3 separate regions of the Mus musculus genome follow, and all the other regions are linked to region 2. A link is a contact called in public HiChIP or PLAC-seq and promoter capture Hi-C data. All regions are on one chromosome and are shown on one strand. The core of a region is the stretch at or near the end of the contact, and the rest is flanking DNA. Distances in the headings are between cores, read along the strand shown.

The links. HiChIP or PLAC-seq counts read pairs in DNA pulled down with a chosen protein or histone mark. Capture Hi-C pulls out chosen DNA fragments and counts their contacts.
Region 1: a FOXA1 HiChIP or PLAC-seq map of pancreatic cancer cells shows a contact between it and region 2. The contact joins two enhancer-like sites.
Region 3: a promoter capture Hi-C map of adipose tissue shows a contact between it and region 2. The contact joins two enhancer-like sites. A contact is called at or near these places in 2 of 484 Hi-C or Micro-C datasets (embryonic stem cells and pro-B cells) and 1 of 9 other capture datasets (adipose tissue).

What each region holds. Positions count from the first base shown.
Region 1 is chr11:117,910,809-117,915,185 of GRCm38.p6, forward strand. No RefSeq gene overlaps it. Among named protein-coding and RNA genes, the nearest start is that of Tha1, 39 kb to the left of the region's middle. Within about 2 kb of position 2,108, at least 63 of the 459 cell types and tissues checked have an H3K27ac peak or open chromatin away from gene starts, as enhancers often do. A contact at or near this core is called in pancreatic cancer cells, where this site is marked.
Region 2 is chr11:117,388,578-117,392,570 of GRCm38.p6, forward strand. No RefSeq gene overlaps it. Among named protein-coding and RNA genes, the nearest start is that of Gm34128, 21 kb to the right of the region's middle. Within about 2 kb of position 1,639, at least 41 of the 459 cell types and tissues checked have an H3K27ac peak or open chromatin away from gene starts, as enhancers often do. A contact at or near this core is called in adipose tissue and pancreatic cancer cells, where this site is marked.
Region 3 is chr11:118,214,902-118,219,142 of GRCm38.p6, forward strand. All of the region lies in intron 1 of Cyth1 (cytohesin 1), which reads right to left. Among named protein-coding and RNA genes, the nearest start is that of Cyth1, 32 kb to the right of the region's middle. Within about 2 kb of position 1,335, at least 91 of the 459 cell types and tissues checked have an H3K27ac peak or open chromatin away from gene starts, as enhancers often do. A contact at or near this core is called in adipose tissue, where this site is marked.

The DNA of each region.
Region 1 (4,377 bases), core at 858-3,357, 520 kb after region 2:
ATGAGACCCTGTCTGAAAACACCAGCAACAAACAGCTGCAGTGTTCAAAAGGTTGGTGCAGTTGATTCATGAGTTTGAGGCCAGCCTGGGCTACATAGTGAGAGCTAATCTCAAAACAAACAAAAAGAGAGCTGGGATATGACAGTGACAGAGCGGTCACCTAGCATGTACGGGACACGGCTTCCGTCTCCAGAGTGGCCCTTTCCTCCCCAGTCCCTTCTGGTCAGTGTTCATCCCAGTGAGAAAAGCACAAAATAGGTAGGACCTGGGCTCAGCTCACGAGGATCCCATGGACTGGACGGGTCATTCAGACACCAGTGGTCAGGGAGTGTGGGGGCTACATGGGTGCACAGCTGCTGTGGCAGGGGCGGGGGTGACAGTGAGTGCCATCCAGACTTTGCTCAGAGCTGGCGAGGACAGGTGTGTCCTTTCCTGAATACATGGGGTTGGTGGAGGTCACCAGGGTCCGTGCCTGTTCCTTGCTTGCACTGTTGATCCTGGGGCTCCTCCTTCCCAATGCTGTATCCCTCTCAGAATCCCAGGTGTGTGTCATATAAACAGGGGTATCCTTGGCCCTCATAACTCAAGGTCCAGGCCCTGGGGCCCGGCTTGTATGCTCCTAGGTGGCAATGGATGTCACAGGAGCTGAGGAGGCTTTTGTGTATCAGCCTCACTCGCTGTCTGTATGAATGCAGGTGCCTAGGCTCCCCTCCAGACCAGCCCAAGCAGCGGGCTGCAAAGGGCCCTAGGAGTCTGTCCTTAAGAAGGGTTTGGCGTGGTGGCACATGAATTTAATCCCAACAGTCCGGAGGCAGGTACATCTCTGAGTTCAAGGCCAGCCTGGTTTGCAGAGTGAGTTCCAGGACAGCCAGGGCTGCACAGGGAAAACATGTCCTAAAAGGTTTTGGAGGCTGGGAGTTCAGCGGGCAGAATGCTTGCCTAGTGTGCATGGAGCCCTGGGTTCCACCCCTAGGATCACATAAATGTGGCAGCGGTGGCTTAAGCCTGAAATCCTGCCACCCAGGAAGTGGAAGTCGGGGGTGGGGTGGGGTCAGAAGTTCAAGGTCATTCTCAGCTATATAGGGGGTACAGGGGGACACAGGTGGCACAGGGAGACATAGGGGTGAGTGCAAGCAACAAAGGAAGAGGAAAGCAGGCCTGGGGTCAGGAGTGGTACACTGCCTGGAATCCCAGCACCAGGAGGTCGATGCCACAGTATTGCTATGAGTTTGAGGCTAGCCTGGTCTACATAGACTGTTCCAGGCTAACCTGTTCTACAGAGTGAATTCCGTGTCAGCCAAGTGGCTGGGGAGAGCAGAGAATGGAGGGCATACCTATTCTTTAAGCCCTTGAGGACTGCATGGAGTTCAAGGCTAAGCTGAGCTCTGTAGTGAGTTCTAGGCCAGGCAGGGTCACACAACAAGACATTGTCTCAAAACCCCAAAGAGGAAAAGTGTTTCAGAGTTCTCTAGAGTGGTCACTCACCTCCCACCCCCGCAGCCGACACGCCCACCCAAAGTACCTACCCATGCACCCCTTCCTCCACCCTCTTCTCTCTGTCTGTACTTCAAGGCTGTAGGCTGGTGGCGCACGCCTTTAATCCCAGCACTGGGGAGGCAGAGGCAGGCGGATTTCTGAGTTCGAGGCCAACCTGGTCTACAAGTGAATTCCTGGACAGCCAGGGCTATACAGAGAAACCCTGTGTGGGGGGGGGGGGAAGCTGTAGGTTTCCATGCCCCCCCTTTCTGCCATCTGTAAGAGCCTCGAACTGTGGGTGGTCTGTGCTGCAGGCCTGGAACCGCCCCCCGCCCCCATCCTCTCTCCCCCTCCCCCGCAGACAGCCGCGAACTGGCAGCTTCTCTTCTTGGAGCCTCTACTCTTGCTGCTGCATTGATCCAGGTCTGCTGCTCAAAGGATTGAAAAGACAAAGGCGAGTCTACAGGCGTCTCCACACACGGGCCAGAAGCTGAGAGCCTTAAGACCCTGCCACACCGCCCAGGGGAGAAAGAGCTGGATTCCAGCTGCTTCCCACTTCCTCCCCAGGGTGAGCTAGGGCCCAGGGGAGCAGCTTCGCACCGCTAGAGGGAGCCCTTTGCAGCGCAGTGGCCCTCAGCAAAGGCCGGAGCTGTAGGCTGTGTTTCCTTCCACTTGGAAGCGTGGATGTGGAAGGAAGATGGCCCCAGATCTATACTCACTGCTGGGTGGTTTGGCTTTCTTTAGGTGGAGGTAAGTCAGTGCAGGAGGTAACCCCAGGAGAGCAAACGGAGGCCCACAGTGAGACCATGGAGGGGGTTGGGGAGCACCACCCAGGCCATTTATGTGGCTGGGCTACTCTACGTGTTGCGTATGAGTCATGAGAAATAACTCAGTAGTAAATAGAGATAATAATATACAGATAAAGAAATGGGGCCCCAGAGAATGACTAGACAGAACCAGACTTCAAACTTGGGTAACAGGGAGTTGGGTCTTGGGTACCACAGTGTCAAGAAACCCTGCCTCTTAGGAAGGGGCAGTTCCTCAGACTGTCAGGTCTAATGGGCCGGCCCTTCAGGGAGGACCTGGCAGGTCTGCCTTTAGAGTCCAACTCCGCCACCTGCCATGTGAGTGCCAGGTGGCCACAGGGCCTTTGTGTGTATTGTGTATTTACACATGGTGGCCACAGGGCCTTTGTGTGTATTATGAGTTTACACATAGTGGCCACTGGGCCTTTGTGTGTATTATGAGTTTACACATGGTGGCCTCAGAGCTTTTGTGCATGTGTATTGTGAGTTTACACATGGCTATACAGTACTTTCTTTGTGCTTTTTCTTTACTTCAGGATGGGTTTCTGGTACTGGTGACCCAAGAATGCATGAGCCCATGAACACAGACACGCCTCATGTCCCGTTTAATGTTCTATCAAATTCTTACTTTTTTTTTTTTAAGGGTCCCACTGTTTGCACAGTCCACTCAGCCACACACACACACAGCAGTCCCGTGTGCTTCTGTCTTTTTTGTTTGTTTGTTTTTCAAGACAGGGTTTCTCTGTGTAGCCCTGGCTGTCCTGGAACTCACTCTGTAGCCCAGCATGCCTCGAACTCAGAAATCCGCCTGCCTCTGCCTCCCAAGTGCTGGGATTAAAGGCGTGTGCCACCATGTCCAGCCTGTCTTTTTCTCAGGCCCTGTAGCATCAGGCACAACTGGCTGCCTTCAGGGAGGAAGAAGCACAGACTTGGAGGCCGAGGGGACTGGCATTGCCCCTAGCATCCCGCCTTAGCCCTAAGCTGCCCCTCAGCAGGGGCACACATGGTGGTCCTCGTTCAGCCCCTGGGCTGGCCGCTCCCCTTACTCCATTCACAGTCACAAGAGTGGGGTTCTCCTCTCAGCATGCTCTTCAGGCCAGTCAGCCCAGGGTCTGCTGAGCACAGGGCCTCTCAACTAGAAGGACTCCCTGCAACCGGGGCTTGAGGCCTCCTAGCTGGGCTTTGGCTCGAACATGGGCAGAAGGCTACAGGCCTCTGAGCAGAAGTGACCTCCATCCCCGCCCCATCACCAGCTCACCCTGGCAGTAGCTGATGCCACCATCAAAGGGATAGCTCGGGTGGCATCTTTTATCCTGGGCCCCTACCCAGGGTGAACGGCCTCTGGGGCAGAGAGTGTTCTGGGAACAGGCAGTGTCCCAGCCAGCAGGGAAACTGAAGCCAGAGCCTAGCTGTGGCCCCTCGAGGTCCACTTGGGTCCACTGAAGCGTCCCTCAGACGAGGGCGTCGAAGCCAGTGATGGGCGGCTGCAGAAGGTACATGGGCGTGAGCCTCCTGCCTGCAGGCTGGCCAGGCTGGGCCCCCTTATCTAACGCAGTCTGGAGACAGCACGCCCAGGACTGTGGTTTGTCCAGATGAACTTCAAAGGGTCATGACTGCAGCGGCTGCCAGCTCGGCTTCCCTTGCTCAGACTCCTCCCTAATCCTCACGTGCTCCTCCACCACACTTAAGGGATACCTCACCTGGAACTTACCCACTTCCTGATGAGGCTTCTTCCTCCCAACATGAGCCTGGCCTGACACCATCAGAGGAACCTTTGTCCTGTGACTACGAATGTCTACTCTTTTTTTTTTTTTTTTTTTTTTTTTTTAAGATTGACTCAACAACAATAACAAAAGCCAAGGCTTAGTGCCTGTTCTCCAGTAGCCAGCAAACTCTGAGCTCTGAGCAGGGCAGACCAGGATGAGTTCCAGGACAGGCAGGGCTACACAGACAAGCCCTGTCTCAAAAGATCCAAAACAAACAAACAAACAAACAAACAAACAAACCCCCTAAGATTTATTTTTATGTGTGTGCTCACAGAAACCAGAAGAAGGTATCTGATGCCCTGGAGCTGGAGTTACAGGCAGGTGGGAGA
Region 2 (3,993 bases), core at 389-2,888:
GCTGTGAGTAGGGAAGGGCCCAGAGGCTTCACAGCCCTTTCCTCAAGGCTGATGTCTGGAGTTAAGTAAGGTGCTGGCTGGGAGCCTCAGGAAGAGATGATCCAGTTCTGGCCTGCTTTGCTCTGCTTATGGGTGTTTATCTACAAGGTCGCAGCAGTTGGGCTGGAAGGGCTGGGGACCCCTTTTTATCGGGAAGAACTAGGGTGGCTATGCAGCTTAAGGTTGTCTAGAACATTCTCTCTCTCTCTCTCTCTCTCTCTCTCTCTCTGTGTGTGTGTGTGTGTGTGTGTGTGTGTAGATGTGCATAGATGTTTTGTCAAGCCTCCACTTCTGGCTCTGGAAGGTCTCTTCCAGTGAGAACTGGAGCTCAGGAGTCCAGGGCGGGATGCCCTCTCTGTGCTTGGGATGGGCAGGAGCCAGAGACAGAGTTTCTTGACCACAGACCGGGTGGTGTACAGTGTCCTGTCAGAGACTTTGTGACTGGGCCTTAAAGGCAGAGAGATTCCCATTTGAACCTTGAATAGGAGCTCTGCTGAGAGAGGTAGGTATCTTTGAAGAAAAGTACAAGAGAGTTGCTGTGGACATCGCGGTGCAGGGGAGCGAAGGCTTGAGTCAGAGCTCCAGGGACAGAATCCTGTTTTCAGACCCTCTCCCCAGGGACTGGAGTGTGGCCTTTGTAGACTATAGAGACCTGATTGCAAAGAGAGACAGACAAAAAGAGAGGTGTGGGAGGGGGAGACAGAGAGAGACAGCAAGAGAGACAGAGACAGAGAGACAGAGATAGAAAGATAAACAGAGAGACAAAGAGACAGAGAGCAAGAGAGATGGAGACAGAAAGAGAGATGAGGGGAGGGGCAGAGCACGAGAAGCCAGCGCGGGAGGTCGGGGGACATCAGTTCTAATTGTCAACTCTACACAGCCTAGAGTAATTTGGGAAGAGTGTTTTCAGTGAGGGATTAGCTAGATCATGGTGGCCAGTGGACATGTCTGTGGCGGGATGGTCTTGACGTCTGTAGCTGATGTGGGAAGACCCAGCCTGAAGGTGGGTAGCACCGTTCCTTGGGTAAAGAAAGCAAGCTGAGAACTAGGCACGCAAGCTGTTTCTCTGCTTTGGCTTGCGGGTGTGACTGAAGGATCTGGCTTCAAACTCCTGCTGCTGTGACTGCCCAGTAATGAAGAATTATAACCTAGGCTGGTGAGCTAAACTAAATCCTTTCTCCCCTACGTTGTTTGTTTTAAAAACCACTTTTAAAAAAGAGAGTTAGCACTGGAGAGTTGGGTCAGGGGTTAAGAGCACTTGTTGTTGCGAAGGACCCGGGTTCAATTCCCAGCCCCCACATGAAGGCTCAGCTCGGCGCACCTCAAACACCAGCAAAACATGAAAAAATACTACTAAAAAGGGATTTAAAGCTGGCTCTGAAGGTGTGGGTGCGGATGAACTGGTCCCAAGGGCATGAAAGCAGGAGAGAGCTGACCTTGCCTCCAGCGGATGGCAGGATTGGGTGGCCCAGACAGACAGGGCTGGAGAGCGCCCCCTAGTGGCGCGGATGTGAGAGCGCCTGATCAGCTAGCTCAGCTTCCACCCAGGTCCAGACTCAGGGCTTTGATTTGACCCATCCCCAAATCTACAACATCTGTGAACCGTGGGAGCATGGGAAAGGGCCAGGCCTGCTGACCCAGAGCTTGGGATCTCCAGGGCACAGGGCAACAACAGGATAACCGGGAGGAGTCCTGGCGAGGATCCAATATTGACGGTGTGACAGAAACCAGAGACCTTGAACCAGACCAATGACTCATTGCGACGGCCATCTGCCAGTGAAGATGTGTGGACTGAGGGACACTTTCTGTGGGACACACTGCGACACAGCACAGCTTCCACGATGAGATGTTTCCTAGGCTTAGTCCTTTTGCTTGTGTGGGTTTTTTATTTTCTTTTGCAAGGGCAGAGGGAAGATATGAGGGAATGGGGAAATGAGTCAGACTAGGGTGCGTGATGTGAAACTCACAAAGAAATCAACCAAAAATTTTTAAAAATGAGAGCTGTCTTTTAAAAAACAATGAGTATGTGCTTTCTTTCAAAATAAAATCAAAGTTCAAACTAGAAAAAAAGAGATCTAAAGTTTTTAACTATGTGTGTATATGTATGTGTGTGTGTGCAAATATGTGCGTGCAAGTGCAGGTGTCTGTAAAGCCAGATCTCTGTGAAGCTGCAGCCATAAGAGGTTGTGAGCCACCTGGGTGGGAGCTGGGATCCTGAGAGCCAAAGGGAACCAAACCTGGGTACCCTGTGAGAGCAGTCTGCTTTCTTAACCACCGAGCCATGCTTCCAGCTCCCTAAGTCCTTTGTTATCACAGCAACAGAAAGGACACCAGGACAGGGGAGGGGACGTGTGTGACCTGACACTCACCACACTGCTCTGGTCCAGCAACTTCACTTCTCTGAGCTTCACGGTACCAGTGAACTGGAAATAATTCCTGGTAACAGAGCCTGCTGGGGGTCACCTCATTAAACAAGAAAGGGTGTGGCTCACACATCTGGGAGGTGTCTATGGTCCCAGGGTTGTAGAGTTCTCCAGGATGTCCAGGTCTCGCCTTCCCAAGGACCAGGTGACACACGGTGGGGGGTGGGGGAGGAGAGTGGGGGCAGGTGAGTAGAGACTCATCCATCGGTCCTCCTGGGCAGCAGAGCTTCTGTCCCTCCCTGTACTTGAAGGACAGGCAGGAAGTGGTGAGGAAGTGGCAGCCCCAAGCCAGGAGGAGCTCAGTCTTTCCCAACTCCTGTGCCTCAGGCAGACACCAGGCCCCCAACAGAGCCCTTCCCTCCCAGTCTATGTTTCACGTCTGGGCCTCTGGGCTTTGCAGTCAGTTTCTTAAGCAAACAGGACACTTTATTTATCTCAGGTCAAACTGCTGAGAGGTCAGAGGGCTGGGGACCAATCTTAATTTGCAATGACCAGATGAGGAGGTCATGTTTTCAAGGACTTGGATGGTCCCTTGGGGGGGGGGTGGAAGGGGGTAGGGACTGGCCTGGCATTCAGTCCTCAGCCTTCTGCCCTTGGGCTGGGAAGGTGCGCAAGGACAGGCAGACAGATGGCCAAGGCAAGTTGCTCTAAGGGACATCGGGCACCACGCAGGCAGTTCCACCCAAACGGCAGCAGACACTCAGCTCAGATCTTCTCTTCTCTCACCTCCCCTGCTGTGCTGGGTCCTTTTTTTTTTTTTTTCTCCCTTCCACGGTCCCACCCAAGCTACCAGCAATCACATACTCCCTGAAGGAGTGTTTCTCAGGCGTGAACGATGGTCCAAAAGGATGGTGGCATTGAAGATGCCTTCTTGAAACTACCATCTTGGGAATGTCCCCAAGCCTTAGGCAGACGCATCAGGGACCACAGGAATTGGACATGGAGGTGGGAGTGGGGAGATGACCCCCTCCTGCTTGGACATTGGACAGAAGACAAGAAAAGTTGTATAGAAAGTTCAAATGATAAAACTATGAGAAAAATCATTGAAGGAATGTCTTGGGAGGCTGAGGCATGAAGATAGCAAGCTAGAGGCTAGCCTGGGCTATGTGAGACTCAAAACAAAACATAATGTTTGGCAGTGGTGGTGCACTTCTTTGATCCCAGCACTTGGGAGGCACAGGCAAGCTAATCTGTGAGCTCAAGGGCAGCCTGGTCTACAAAGAGAGTTCAAGGCTAGCCTGGGGTACACAGAGAAACCCTGTCTCTAAAAAAACCAAACCAAGGGCTGGAGAGATGGCTTAGCAGTTAAGAGCACTGACTGCTCTTCCAGATGGTTCTGAGTTCAATTCCCAGCAACCACATTGGGCTCTCAAGCATTGATAACTCTGCAGGCCCAAGGGATCTTCCGCCCTCTTCTGGCCTCTGTGGGCACTGCATGTATGTCACGCACAACACAACTCATACACATAAAATAAAGAGTAACAGCTTTTCTAGTTGTTCCTCTAGGTTTGTTGTGGATCTCAGTGTGAGT
Region 3 (4,241 bases), core at 85-2,584, 830 kb after region 2:
ACTGGTCATCTGCCACCCTGAACACTGTGCCAGGTTGCTCAGCCTTGCTCAAGGATTCTGGAGGACATCAGCCCCGGCTATTCTTTCTGATGGTGGCCACAGTGAAGCTGCACACTGCACTGGGTAGTGTCCCCTTCCTGGTTTCTGATGCAGCACATCAAGATGTTCTTTTCTGCATATTTTTGATGCTGCTTATGAGACACATTCACAGATGAAAGTAGAGAACAGTAGCAGGCAATCTGATCCTGCCCAGTGACAACCACTGAGGGTGGTATGGGTTTGGTCTGGCTTCTTCTGCATGCAATGTACGTTATATTATATGTGTCTTTCATGCCACACACATATATGTATACACACTACAACGTTAGTAACTTTTTGCATTCCGTTTATAAACACTTCATTTTTACTTTGTGTGTATTTGCAAGTGTGTGTATTTACAGGTGTATTCACAGGTATATGCATCAAGTATTTCCTCAGTTGCCCCCCCCCCTTTCTCTCCTCTATCTATCTTGGAGACAGGATCTCTCTACATAGTTCTGGCTGTCTTGGAACTAACTCTGTAGACTAGGCTGGCCTCGAACTCACAGAAATCTGCCTGCCTCTGCCTCCCAAGTGCTGGCACTAAGGGTGTGTGCTACCATGCCCAGTTCTTCACCTGATTTTTGGGAGTGGGTTTCTCAGTTGGAGATCATTCAGCTAGACTTGCTGGCCAGAAAGCCCCTGGAACCCTCCTGTCTCCACCTCCTCCAGCAATGGAATTACACATCCGACTTTTACAGGGGAGTGGGGATGGGACTCAGAGTGTCATGTTTATATGACACTTTACCAGTTGATCCATCCCCTAGCCTGATTTTCTCCGGCACTATAAAGGGTGTCATGTGTTTTCACTGCTCACAGCCTGTAACTTTGAAGCAGGGTCCAGTCTCAGGGCCCTGTGCACATGCTCAGCACTCAGCTCTAGTTCTCCCCAACTCTCTTACAAGAAGACTTGCTTGATCCAGAAAAGCTTCCCTGTGTTCCTGGAGTGGACTGTGAGGCTCCTTAGCAAGCTGTCGGTAACAATACAAGTAATACCATGACATCACTGGGTGGTGTCCTAGTTTCATTTCTGTTAATGTGACAAATGCCCTGGTTAAATACAACTCTGGGGAGAACGGGTTTGTTTGGCTTAAAATTCCAGGACACAGTCCTTCAATGCAGGGCAACCAAGGCAGGAGCTTTAAGCAGTGAGTCACAGTCAAAAACTGAGAGAAATGAGTATACCCATGCCGTCTGCTTACTTAGTTTGTCTTAGTTAGCTTTAGGGCCCAGCCCATGAAATGGTGAGCTCACAGTGGTCTATGAACTCTTACATCAATCAACAGCCAACCAAGGAATCCCCACAGACATGCCCAGAGGCCAGTATGATCTAGCAAGTTCTCAATTCACTCCCTTCCCAGATGACTGTACTTGTGTCGGGTTGACAGTTAAATCTAGGCAGTACTGGTGGCTTTCACTAAGTCTGCTCTCTGTGCCTCGCTGCTGTGGCCTGCCTTGTCTTGTCCTGAAACCCTCTGTGGGGAGAGTGTCTTCCTCAACTTTTGCCCTTGAAGAATCCTGTATCAATGCACTCAGCTGCATTCAAAACCCGTCTAGTGATCCAAACCCCATCTCTACCTCTGGCATTAGATCTGATTCCCAGATGATCTTGACTCGGGAAGGACAGGTCACTCCTGTTTCTTATCTCCTGGCAGTGGGACAGTACGTGTCTGGATTCCTAGAGTTTGATGTGTCCAGCCCGGTCCACAATGAACTGCACTGACGGGTGGGGACATTCCCAGGACTGATCTCTGCACTGGCCTCACTGCCATCAAGGCTGCCTTTCCAGAAGCACGAGAGCACTTCTGTTCATGAGCTACTGTCCACACCTTGGGGGTTGTTTTCCTACTGACTGCCATCCTTCCTACTGGTTTGTAGAACTGAACAGACTATTTAAAACATGTAATGCAATCTGCAACTTATTTTTAACTCCAATTCTACCTTCGGTTTTACACATCTTTTTAAAAAACAATCAAACCTATAATCTTTCCTTTCTACCATTTCCCCCAATAATGGTCCCTGAGCACAGTGGATGTGGACTGCAGAGACATCAAGGACTAAAAGGACATAGTGTTTCCCCTGTGTGGGCTGAGGCAGACTCTGGGCCACTCTTGGACATGTGCTCTGGGGGTCTGAAGAGTATGGGACTCAGTGGGGAGCTAGAAGGACTATAAGGAGGGGGTTAGAGGGCAGAGGCCTTTGGAGGGCTGTTGGAGGCCTTGGGCTGTTTCAAGGACAGCAGTTTCTGTTCTGGGTGAGATGAATGTCCACGTTCTAGGCAGATCAGAGACACCTGTCTTCCTTTGTGACATACCACCCTGGGTGCGGGTAACCAGGGCAGATGCCATATGACCTGAGAAGCTGCTATGAGAGATGGGCAGCTAAGCAATAAAAGGCTCAAATACCTACTCTATTTATGTCTAAGGTAGTGCCAGGGCCTACTGATGCACTTCAAATGAGGCATGAAGAGTCAAGGCCTGAGAAGGTTAAAAATATGAACTCCATCTTCTGAGCACAGGCCACAGGTTGGCCCCACAGCTTCTGCTCCCCAGTCCTTTCCCTCGACCCCCATGAACCCTTACACCCCCACTTCTCAGGATCTCACAGCTTTATCCCTTGGGTACCTTTGATTCATATCCTCTGCAAATCAGGACTTCACAGCCCTGTCCTCCAGTCCCCGACTACAGCTCCTCAAAGCCCTGTCCATCAGTCCCTGGCTTTGGGCCTTCACAAATCTCACCTCCATAATTCAATAAACCATTCTTAGTATAATTCTCAAAAAAGTGATCAAGGGCTAGAGAGATGGTTCAGTGGTTAAGAGCACTGGCTGTTCTTCCAGAGGTCATGAGTTCAATTCCCAGCAACCACATGATGCTCACAACCATCTGTAATGGGATCTGATGCCCTCTTCTGGTGTGTCAGCAACATGCTCATGTATAAGAAAGAAAGAAAGAAAGAAAGAAAGAAAGAAAGAAAGAAAGAAAGGAAGAAAGGAAGAATCATAGTAGCTCATACAGCAGCCCTACTGGGCTAATCACGAGACTTCATGGCAATCCAGGGGACAGGCCTGAGTCCTAGCTTCTGTGAGCCCAAGCTGAAAAGCTGCCCTACAAACTGGAATGCAACAAACCCCCCTGACCATGTCACAATGCCTTCTGCTTGATTTCTGCTTCCTAAAGCTAGCGCAGCACTAACTCTGTTAACTAAAACAGGAATAAAGAAACCTGTTATAAGTCCCAAAGTACCATGTTTGACTCAGAGAAGAGTAACTAGATAATTATCATCCTTACTAGGCAAGGCATGTGGTGTACCCCAGTAATCCCAACACTCAGGATCCTGGGGTGGGGGAATCACGAGCTAGAGGCCCACCTGAACTATAGAGCAAGAGCATCCGTCTCAAAGGCTAAACATCAACATCCAGGGTCCTAGGCACAGGCCTGTAATCGTAACTACTTAAAAGGCTGAGGCAGAGGGCTACAAATTCAAGTCTAACTCCCATGCTACAAAGCATATTCAAGGCCAGGCTAAGCAACTTATCAGGACTCTACCTAAGCAGGACGTAGATCAGTGAAAGAACATTCATTCCTCTTGCTTTAGCTTACAAATTGGGGCTAAGAACTTGAAAGCTGGCAATATTAAGAGTTCCAGCATCCTAGCTGACTGTGGTAGTGCACATCTTCAATCCCAGCACTCAGGAGGCAGAGTCAAGTAGATCTCTATGAGTTCAAGGCCAGCCCAGTCTACACAGTGAGTTCTGAGGAATTAAGGCTGCATATTGAGACATTGCCTCAAAAGCAAATAAACTAAACTAAAATAAAATAAAATAAAATAAACAAAACCAAAAAATCCCTAGTTTACAGCATCTAGTTAACATAAACAGGACTATGCAGAACACTGGAATATATAAGCATCTCGCACACTAGGCACATCCATAGCCAGTGCCAAATGGAGTCTCCTAGAAAGGTCACGATGCACTTACCTGAATGGGAACTGCTAGGAAGTTCCCATGGACATTTGAAATAACAAAAGCAGACCAGGCTCAGAACAGTGCTTCAGATACTGTGGAGCGTCATAGGAGCTGAGGGAGACCCAACCAAGCGGAAGAAGACATACGCATATTCAAATCACATGTCATGCTGTTCCTCTGTGATTTTGTTTTTAAA